Linked DNA regions of Anas platyrhynchos: region 1 is linked to region 2. A link is a contact called in public Hi-C data. All regions are on one chromosome and are shown on one strand. The core of a region is the stretch at or near the end of the contact, and the rest is flanking DNA. Distances in the headings are between cores, read along the strand shown.

Evidence for each region. Hi-C and Micro-C count contacts between places; a contact is called where the count stands out from the background.
Region 1: a contact with region 2 is called in a Hi-C map of skeletal muscle, with 4 times the contacts expected there. The contact joins the enhancer-like site here to the promoter of CYCS in region 2. A contact is called at or near these places in 3 of 8 Hi-C or Micro-C datasets (liver, skeletal muscle and small yellow follicle).

What each region holds. Positions count from the first base shown.
Region 1 is chr2:125,521,338-125,525,876 of IASCAAS_PekinDuck_T2T, forward strand. It overlaps OSBPL3 (oxysterol binding protein like 3), which reads left to right. Exons shown (of 26, transcript XM_027450954.3): 18 at 99-349; 19 at 1,913-2,050. Among named protein-coding and RNA genes, the nearest start is that of GSDME, 26 kb to the right of the region's middle. Within about 2 kb of position 2,549, at least 1 of the 8 cell types and tissues checked has an H3K27ac peak or open chromatin away from gene starts, as enhancers often do.
Region 2 is chr2:125,409,814-125,414,131 of IASCAAS_PekinDuck_T2T, forward strand. CYCS (cytochrome c, somatic) reads left to right here and starts at 1,719. Exons shown (of 3, transcript XM_027447873.3): 1 at 1,719-1,877; 2 at 2,210-2,386; 3 at 2,550-2,971. The coding sequence starts at 2,218. The coding sequence ends at 2,698. It overlaps LOC106018530 (a long non-coding RNA gene), which reads right to left and starts at 1,608. Exons shown (of 2, transcript XR_001192679.5): 1 at 1,245-1,608; 2 at 674-1,148.

The sequences.
Region 1 (4,539 bases), core at 1,299-3,798, 110 kb after region 2:
GAAAAAAAGTTGGTTGAATTTTAATGTATGTTTGCAATGGAGATTAAATAGTAAGTAAGCAATGTATTGATTAACTTGTTCTGCAACTTCCTTTTCAGACTGCATTTCTGAAAGTGGAATTGGATGCCATTCTAAACGGAGAACATGTTTACCAGCTCCATGCCCTAATACTAGTAATATCAGCCTATGGAATATCCTGAGAAATAACATAGGAAAGGATCTCTCCAAAGTGGCCATGCCTGTTGAATTAAATGAGCCACTTAACACCCTTCAGCGTCTCTGCGAGGAGCTGGAATACAGTGAACTACTAGATAAAGCAGCGCATACACCTAACCCCTTTGAACGGATGGTAAACACGTTATTCCTCATACTTCATAACATTCAGTATAGCCAGAATAGAATACAATGTATAAACAATTTACCAAAGAAATGAAGATATTCTGTTCCATTTTTCTTTTTCTCCAAGCTGAGGGAAGCAAACCCCTTAAGCGTGCCTGGGCATGCTTACATACCCTCTACTTTTGATTCTTCTGCCTAATTTCTGTTGTTTTGTCAGAAAGCGTATCTCCTTAAATGCCTTGCTGTCCTGCAAGGTTAAGTAACGTACTAGTTTAACTCTGTTTTGCAGCTTTTCCTCTTCCTTTCTTACTCTTTCAATCTTCCAAGATTTAAACTTGGAAAAAAGAAGGAGGAATTGAGCTAATATGTTTCTTTCATGAGTATGAAAGTTACAATAAATCTTTTCTTAAGGCCTATAAATAAAAGATTTAAAAGCTTTCAAAATTCTCTTAAATGGAAGCTATGGATTATACCTTAAACTAAGTCAAGCCTTTTCAAGTCAATATATCTTATGTTAAAAAGAGGCTATTAATGAATGTAAATAGTTTTGTTATAAATACTGTTTGAAAAGAAACTTCATTCTGACAGTCTGCAAGGATTACAATTTAGTGTCTGTTCTCTTCTCAGGATAGAGGGTGTGGCTGTTTATTTGTTTTTTAGGTGCATAACCTTTTTGTTGTTCTCCTGAGAACATGCATTAAAAGGAAATGAGCAGTAGTTTTTCACATCAGGGTGAAAAGAAATCTTTCTCTCCTTCCTACAACTAAGCATCTGAAAATTGCCTCAGAATGAAGTATTCTTTGCCTTTGAGAAATTCCTGAGGCAAAATTAATGTTAGCTGTTGCACAGTAATTGCCATAGTTCAGTTTAGAATGGCTCTTTTATCAATTTGGTTTCTGAAATTGTGAAAGGAAAGCATCTACTCTTTCACAAGATGAGGAAAAGGGAATGAAAAGGGAGAAAAACGGTACAGAGGAGACATGAATTGAACAAAACTAATTCTAATTCCTCAGGCTTGGGAGGAGTTATACTGTGTTGACTGTAATAATTTGGAAGGATCTCCTGTTCCTTAATTGTAATAAAGAGCAGTTTCATTATTAGGTAATAGCATACAATAGATAAAAGGCAATTCAAACTGTGTTGGACATAATAAATTTTGTGAAAACTCTTTTAATGCTTCGTGTGCCATGTTTAGGACAAGGGTGGCATGTAGATCCATAGAATCACAGACTGTAACTGTAAAAGCCAGTTTAAAAAATATCTAACAGTGATTTTTAAAGTTACTGCTTTGAACTGTGCATGTTCCAAAAGGCTGAGTTGTTTCAAACAGTTTTCAGAGACACTGCTTTCAGTTGATTAAATTTGCAGAGTTTGATCCTAGTAACTCCATGCATCAGTGAACCCCTGAATGACTGAAAACTGAATACTTCTGTTATGTGTGATCCAGTGTTTAACCTGCAGGAGGAGGCATACACGTTCATACTCTTTTTTCCTTCTGTTAAATCCCAATCTATAGCAAAAAATATGCATGACTGTGGTAAATTAACCAAAATTCCATGTATGTTATTCCCAGGTGTATATAGCTGCATTTGCAGTATCTGCGTATGCCTCCAGTTACTACCGAGCTGGAAGTAAGCCATTTAATCCTGTTCTTGGAGAAACCTATGAATGTGTTCGTGAAGATAAGGGTTTCCAGTTCTTTGCGGAACAGGTACTGTGTGCTGCACCCCTTACATTTGCTGTTTGATAGGCTGCTTAATGCTGAGTGCATGGCTGGTATCCTTTAGAGTTAATAGCAAAATGTAAAATTACTGTTACCTAACCTTAGCCCAGCAAATCTCAAGGGGTCCTACAGAATTATAAATGAAGGAAATTGCTTTGTTTTTTGAGGAAACTCAGCTAACTCTGGCATGGAACATGACAACCAACAGCTGGCAGTCGAAAGCAAAGGCTGGCAGTTTGTCTACTCCAGCACCTAGATATCTTGGTTAAGGGGAGTACAGTTCCCCACACTGAAGTCTGATCACTGCTGCAACGAGCCTTCATGTTCTTGTCATGTTCTTTTGTGTGATCATTAAAAACTACTATATTTTCAGCTGTTTAATGTCTTTTTTAATGACAAATATTTCACTCATACGAGTCAGTCAACCACTAGTATTTTTTATGGCACCTTGAATATTTCTCCTTGCTGTCCAAATATTTAGTGGGCTGAGCCTAGTATCACAGCTTAGTAGCTGAAGAATGTATACAACACATCAAGGTCTGACTGTTGCTGAAAATAGTGCTTCAATAGACGAGTAATTATTAAGCGTGGGCAAAAAATATTAAATTTAAACCAGTTGAGTTACCAAAATTGCTAAGCTTGAGGCATATGTTAAAAAGAGATAAAACTTAAATATTCCGGTGCCTATCAGGGTGTAAGAATGATTGAAAGCTGTCTTGTTTTGTCTAGACATAACAACAACAACAAAAAATACAGAAGTGTGGTAGTCAAAGCTGTACAACCTAGAAACCTGATCAGAAAAAGTCTTAAAAGAAGCTTGTGGTTTTGACACATTTTGTACACCATGTTCTACAGCTGACAAAAAGGAATGCTCTGTGATCTTTCCTTGTTCTCAGGAAGTATCATGGGCAAGAGAAAAATAAGGGAAAAAACAAAGCAGTCAAAGCGAGAATCGAATTAAAGTTCAAGCAATGTGTCTGTTGCTTTATTGTATTTAGTTCTAAGGTAACATATAGCACACTGAAGGTACCAGTGTAACATCAAATTGGAGTAGCAAAGTGGTTAATAAAAGTTTGATACTGAGTTTAATGTGAGTTTGAATTGAGAAGTTTTTCCCCTTGATACTGGACGAATCAATACAAGGCAGCTTTTACTGAAGGAGAATTTTAAAACAGGAGGATTCTTAAGTTGTTAGTAACTGTTCTATAACTGTGTGTAATAAGTGACAAGAGTTTATAGATGGTAAAGTTTTAGTATACTAGTGTAGTGTTGAGGAATATTAGGAAGGGAAGGTGGTGTAGGAAGAAAGAAATTCCATAGAGCTTGCAAGCATTAAATAAATCTTTTTCCATCAGGAGCTGTTGCTTGTTTGTGCAAGCCTTTTGATGCTTACTGTAGATAACTTGTTAGCACGGACAGTGTGCAATCCATGGGGTAGATATGCAAAATGTATAAAATGACAGAGATTCTGTTGCATGACTAGAGTGTGTTCATAATAGCTCTACTTAGCTCCATGACCTTACTCTGGAATTATAACAGTTTAAGTGAGAGCTAAGTTTAACCCAGGAATTATAGTGACATCTGGGGCTAATCTGGGTGCAGTATGTGAGAGAGAGAGTGTTGCTCCCGGTGGATTAGGCCATAGCTGACAGGAATTAGCACTGCTTTATTTTTTTAACCAAGTAGAGGTTGTTCAGTGAAGAACTGAATGGGAGGGAGGGAGGGAGGGAGGGAGGGAAGGAAGGAAGGAAGGAAGGAAGGAAGGAAGGAAGGAAGGAAGGAAGGAAGGAAGGAAGGAAGGAAGGAAGGAAGGAAGGAAGGAAGGAAGGAAGAGCTCAGTAATAAATTTGCAAAATGAACAACAAAGAAGAAATTAAAACTGCATTTGAAACATGTATGTGTGGTTAAGAAATGAAATGTGTAGTAGGAAAGCAACTAGACTTGAAAATAAAGGTGTTTTTGTCAAAGAACAGTATTACACATCAGAGTATTTGGCCTGGTCAGTTTTAAGTCCTGGTCACCCAGAATGGAGAAGGTGCAGCTGAGGAGGAGTGGTTGCTTTTGCTTTGTGCAATCACCTTTGCACACCTGTGCAATCACCTTTTTATTTAATATTTTCTTTTAATAGTATGCATTGAGTATTTATTTACTTACAGTCCTCACTTTGCTGTTTCGGTCATTGCTCCAGTTCATGTATGTGCTTTTACCCAATGCTGATAAAATGCAGTGCGTGTGGTTAGAGTTTCATACAAGAAAAACCTGAGGTCTCACGAGTGCAGTAGTAGGTGGGTGTTGGTAGCTGGAATTTCATGGTTGTATTTCTCCACCCGTTTGGCCCCCCTTCAGCGGTACTGATTGCTGTCTCCTGCCTCACACTGAGTGATCTGTAGGTATTTACTGTACAGAGTAATTTAGCCTCTTGTTTTTTGTTTGGTTGGTATTTTTTACTTTTTCCTATGTACTTAAAGTGCAGCTTC
Region 2 (4,318 bases), core at 469-2,968:
CAGTAAGTCATTGCATTATAATGGTTGTGCGATTGATTCAGCGAGGAGATATGTTGGCAATTTCCCAGCTGCCCGCCCTGCTTTGTGCATTGCCTGGACTGTCTGGCCTCTCTCTGAGACAAGACGATCCAGGTCCTCTGAACAGCCTAAAATAATAATAAATCCTAACAGTACAAAGTAGCCAGTATTGTTTTCTGACCTGGTGAGATTTATGACTCACTGTACAGATCTTTCTTAAAACCAGTGCACACCACTGTGACCACGGCACAAATCGCTGATCCACCAACACTGAATGATGTCAATACAAGGAACTGGTTATAACATATTTGTCAAAGACCACACAAGACGTTTATCACAAAACTGAGAAATAAACCATACTTTCCTGAGTTCTGGCCTAGTCCTATAAGGCCTTCTTTCTTCTTTTATCTGCAGTGTACCTCTTAAGAGAACCGTTTGGCTGTTTTGCTACATTTTCTTTACTACTGAACTTCAGTGCATATTTGGTTTATCTTTTCTTCGTTCAGGACAGAATTTCATAGCAGTAATTTTGACTGCAAAAGAACCATTGTTCTAGTTTATAATGGTCTGAGGGAGTAAAAATACAAAGGCATTTCAGGTGTAACCACAGGGAATAACTGACAGATTAAAACACAAACGTTCCAGGCAAACCACATCAAAGCAAACATTTCAATTAATTTTAATACATGGGAAAGTAACTGTGCATTGAAAATGAATCAATTTAGTTTACTCATGCAATGCTAAGCCACAAAAGCCCTGACTTTGTCTTCTGCATTGCCTCTAGATATCCCACAATACATTCTGTCCTACAATATAACTTCTACAAACAATACAGTATAAAAACCTGTGAATGTTCCCTTTTGTAATATTTACACCTTCACGGAACGGTACTGCATCACAACGGCAGCATCTGGGTGGTGAGGTGTAAGGCAGATATTAGAAGAGAAGACATGAACAGTTATAAGAAGGTAACAGTTCATTTTACAGATGGATCTTTGGTATATCCACCTTCAGCGCTGAAAGCCTCCCAGGTTCAGTATCTTCCCTGAGAACATTTTGTTATTTTATATGTTTAATAAAACTGGATTCAGCCGTCTTCAATCAAGGCACAGTTTTCATAAACAGCATCCCTGAGGAAAAAAATAAAAATTGCTACAATGTCCTTCCACATGCATCACAAGGAGTGGTTGTGAAGCTCAACATGCAATGCCTAGTATGGAGCATACATTTTTAGACACCAAAACCTAGAAGAAACTAAAGGAATTAAAGATGCCTGAAGTCTGCACTCTGTGAAGAAAAGGAGACCTTTTGAATGGATGTCAGTAATTAGCACACATCAAGTCCTTAAAGAAGCTTGCATCAGTCCACATGAAGTGCTTAAAGAAGCTTAAGAATTTACACCACTGAGATTTCTTAAAGCAGCTTAAAAGGCACTTTCTGCTCTTTGTCTTTTAACGATGAAAGAGGCCAGGGGTCACGCCAGGAGTCGACCTTTGCTTCGCCTCCCGCCGTGCGCATGCGCCGGGCGCCCCCTCCCCTTCCTCCCCCCCCCCCCTTCTTTTCCCCGCGCGCCCCTTGTCGTTACGTCACAGCGCGGCGCGCGGCGCCTTCCGCAGGAAGCGCAACCTACCCCGCTAGCCTGCGGCGCCGTGACGTTGGCATTGACAGACGGGCGTTTCAACCAATCAGAAGCCAGACAGCGGAGGTCTGATTGGCTAGCGCGCCGGAGTGGGCGGGCTGCAGTTGCGGCGCGGTTTGGCTGCACCGACACCGGGTTACATAGGGCGGAGTCCGGCGTGTCCTTGGGCAGACGCCGGGCGGTGCGGGGCGGCCGGGGAGCGGCGGCGGCAGCGGGGCAGGTGCGGGGGCCGCGGCCTGCGGGGGGCCTGGGCTGAGGCCTAGCGGGCCTGGGCTCCGCTTCCCACCGCGGCGGCTGGGCCCGGCGCTGCCGTGTCCCGGCCGGACCGTTGGGGACCGTTAGTGACCGTTAGGGACCGTTATGGCCGGGGGGGGCTGGCTGCGTGTAACGGTCGCGCCCGGCGGGTGCAGCCCGGGGATGGGCCTTAGGGGCTGGGACGGGGCGCGCGGGCCGCGGGTGTGGTGCCGGGAGCCAGCGCAGGGCCCGGCGGAGCCCCCCGGAGCTGCGTGACCTTGGTGCCCGCGCTGACCTCTCGCTGTGTTCCTGCTCTAGCGCTGAAGATGGGCGACGTGGAGAAGGGCAAGAAGATCTTCGTGCAGAAGTGCTCCCAGTGCCATACGGTTGAGAAGGGGGGCAAGCACAAGACCGGCCCCAACCTACACGGCCTGTTTGGGCGCAAGACCGGGCAGGCTGAGGGCTTCTCCTACACAGATGCTAATAAGAACAAAGGTGAGCGTAAAGCTGCTTCTCTGAGCCACTGCAGACCAAAACATTCACTCCTTGATGGTAGTCTTACAAGTACTAAAGACTGCCAGAAAGCAAGGTAACATGGAGGACAAGGAAGTATGTTTCACTTTTGACAGCTCTAACCATCTTATCTTCTTTCTTCCAGGTATCACCTGGGGTGAGGATACCCTGATGGAGTACTTGGAAAATCCAAAGAAGTACATCCCAGGAACAAAGATGATTTTCGCGGGTATTAAGAAGAAGTCTGAGAGAGCAGACTTGATAGCATATCTGAAAGATGCCACTGCGAAGTAGAAGATATCTGCTGCCTTATTTATTTCACAAAGGAGATGGCAATGCAAATATCTGTGACGAGATTGGTTTTTAAATGTTCTATTTTTACATGTACCATGTCTAACCTTAAAATTGGTCTTAACCAACAGATAACGTTGCTCATGGTGGGGTGCTGGACTACACGCTTGTTTGGCAGCCACTAACTTATGGAAGCTATGTAATTGGATTGGTTCAAATGAATATAATGTTCAGTCATTCTTGATTATGGAATTAAAAACAAAAAACAAAACAATACTTCTGGCCTCTTTATTGTTTAAAAAAAAAAAAACATTGAATGAGTAATTGTTAGTAATGGAACAGGTTTAGCAGCCCAACTCTGCCAGATGAAAAAGGAGGATGGGCCTTGGCATCTTCCACCATAAGTCTGTGACGTTACTTTAAAGATTTACTTTAAAAAATATGTATATATATAAAGAGAGAAATTTCTAAATTTGATCAGTACAGGGTGTTGTGGTATATATATTAATCTGTCTAAAACTTGGGATAAGGACACAATTTCACTTTCTTACTAATTGTGAAATGGTAACTGTGCTCAGGCACTTTTATCCGGGGAAGCATGTTACTTGATTTATCTGGACTTTGACAGTTGCATGCACCAGTAGATTATAATTCCAGAAACGTCTTCATATTTTGTAAATGTTGTTGAAAGCCTGTGTTCAGTAAATCTTCAGAAAACAACCATTTGTAGTGTAATGAAAGAAAAACATGTTCTGGAAAGATAATTACTAAAGACCAAGTTGAGAGTTAATAAAAGCTTACTTCAGCAAAAGCACTAACCTAAAATCTACTGTTTAAAAGCAACTTCTGATGAACAAGTACAGGAATAAATGCACTGGTAGACTAAAAGGAAATTGTCTTCCTATGTGCCTACCTGGAGCCTATATCACTACAGAAGGGTCTGTTTCAAGTGTAAAGCAGCATTTTAACTGCATTTTCTTCAAATTAATTGAATTGTACAGATGAATGTATTTACTGTGTACAACACAAGCACAACTCAGAGTAATCAACCTGATAAATTAAAAGTATTGAAAGTTTTGTTTTCTGTATGTGTCTGACATTTAAGTGAGAAACAGTGGGGCAAAGAGGAAAGTTGGGTGTCTGGCTTTGTCATTACAAGACAAGCAAAAGCTCAGCATGAAAGGAGTAAATGCTAATGGAGCTAGTGTGAAAAGTGGTCGGTGTGGCAAGGTCAGAAAGCATTTCAAACCAGAACCAGCACAGCTAGGCTATCCTACCTGTTTTTTAACACTACTTTTGCTGCGCTTCCTAAATTGGATGGGGTAGAAAACTCAAAATAGCATGGAAGCTGTAGGTGTGCTATAGAACTGATGTTTCTGAGTTATGTCAGGTAGAACAGCATGCTTTAACGATCGAGTTCTGAAGGGCTGTTAGTCCCAGTACACTACAAGAATTAGAATAAACCACTGAGACGTTTTGTTAGTGTTACTCTGTTTAGTGACTTTTTTAAAACTGAATGCACAAGTGTTTCCTGCAAATAGGAAGGCAGACCTAGTATTAACCAACATCAGTTTCCTTCCTTGTTAGTAGAGATGCTCAAGCTGTAGTTAATTACTGTCAGAT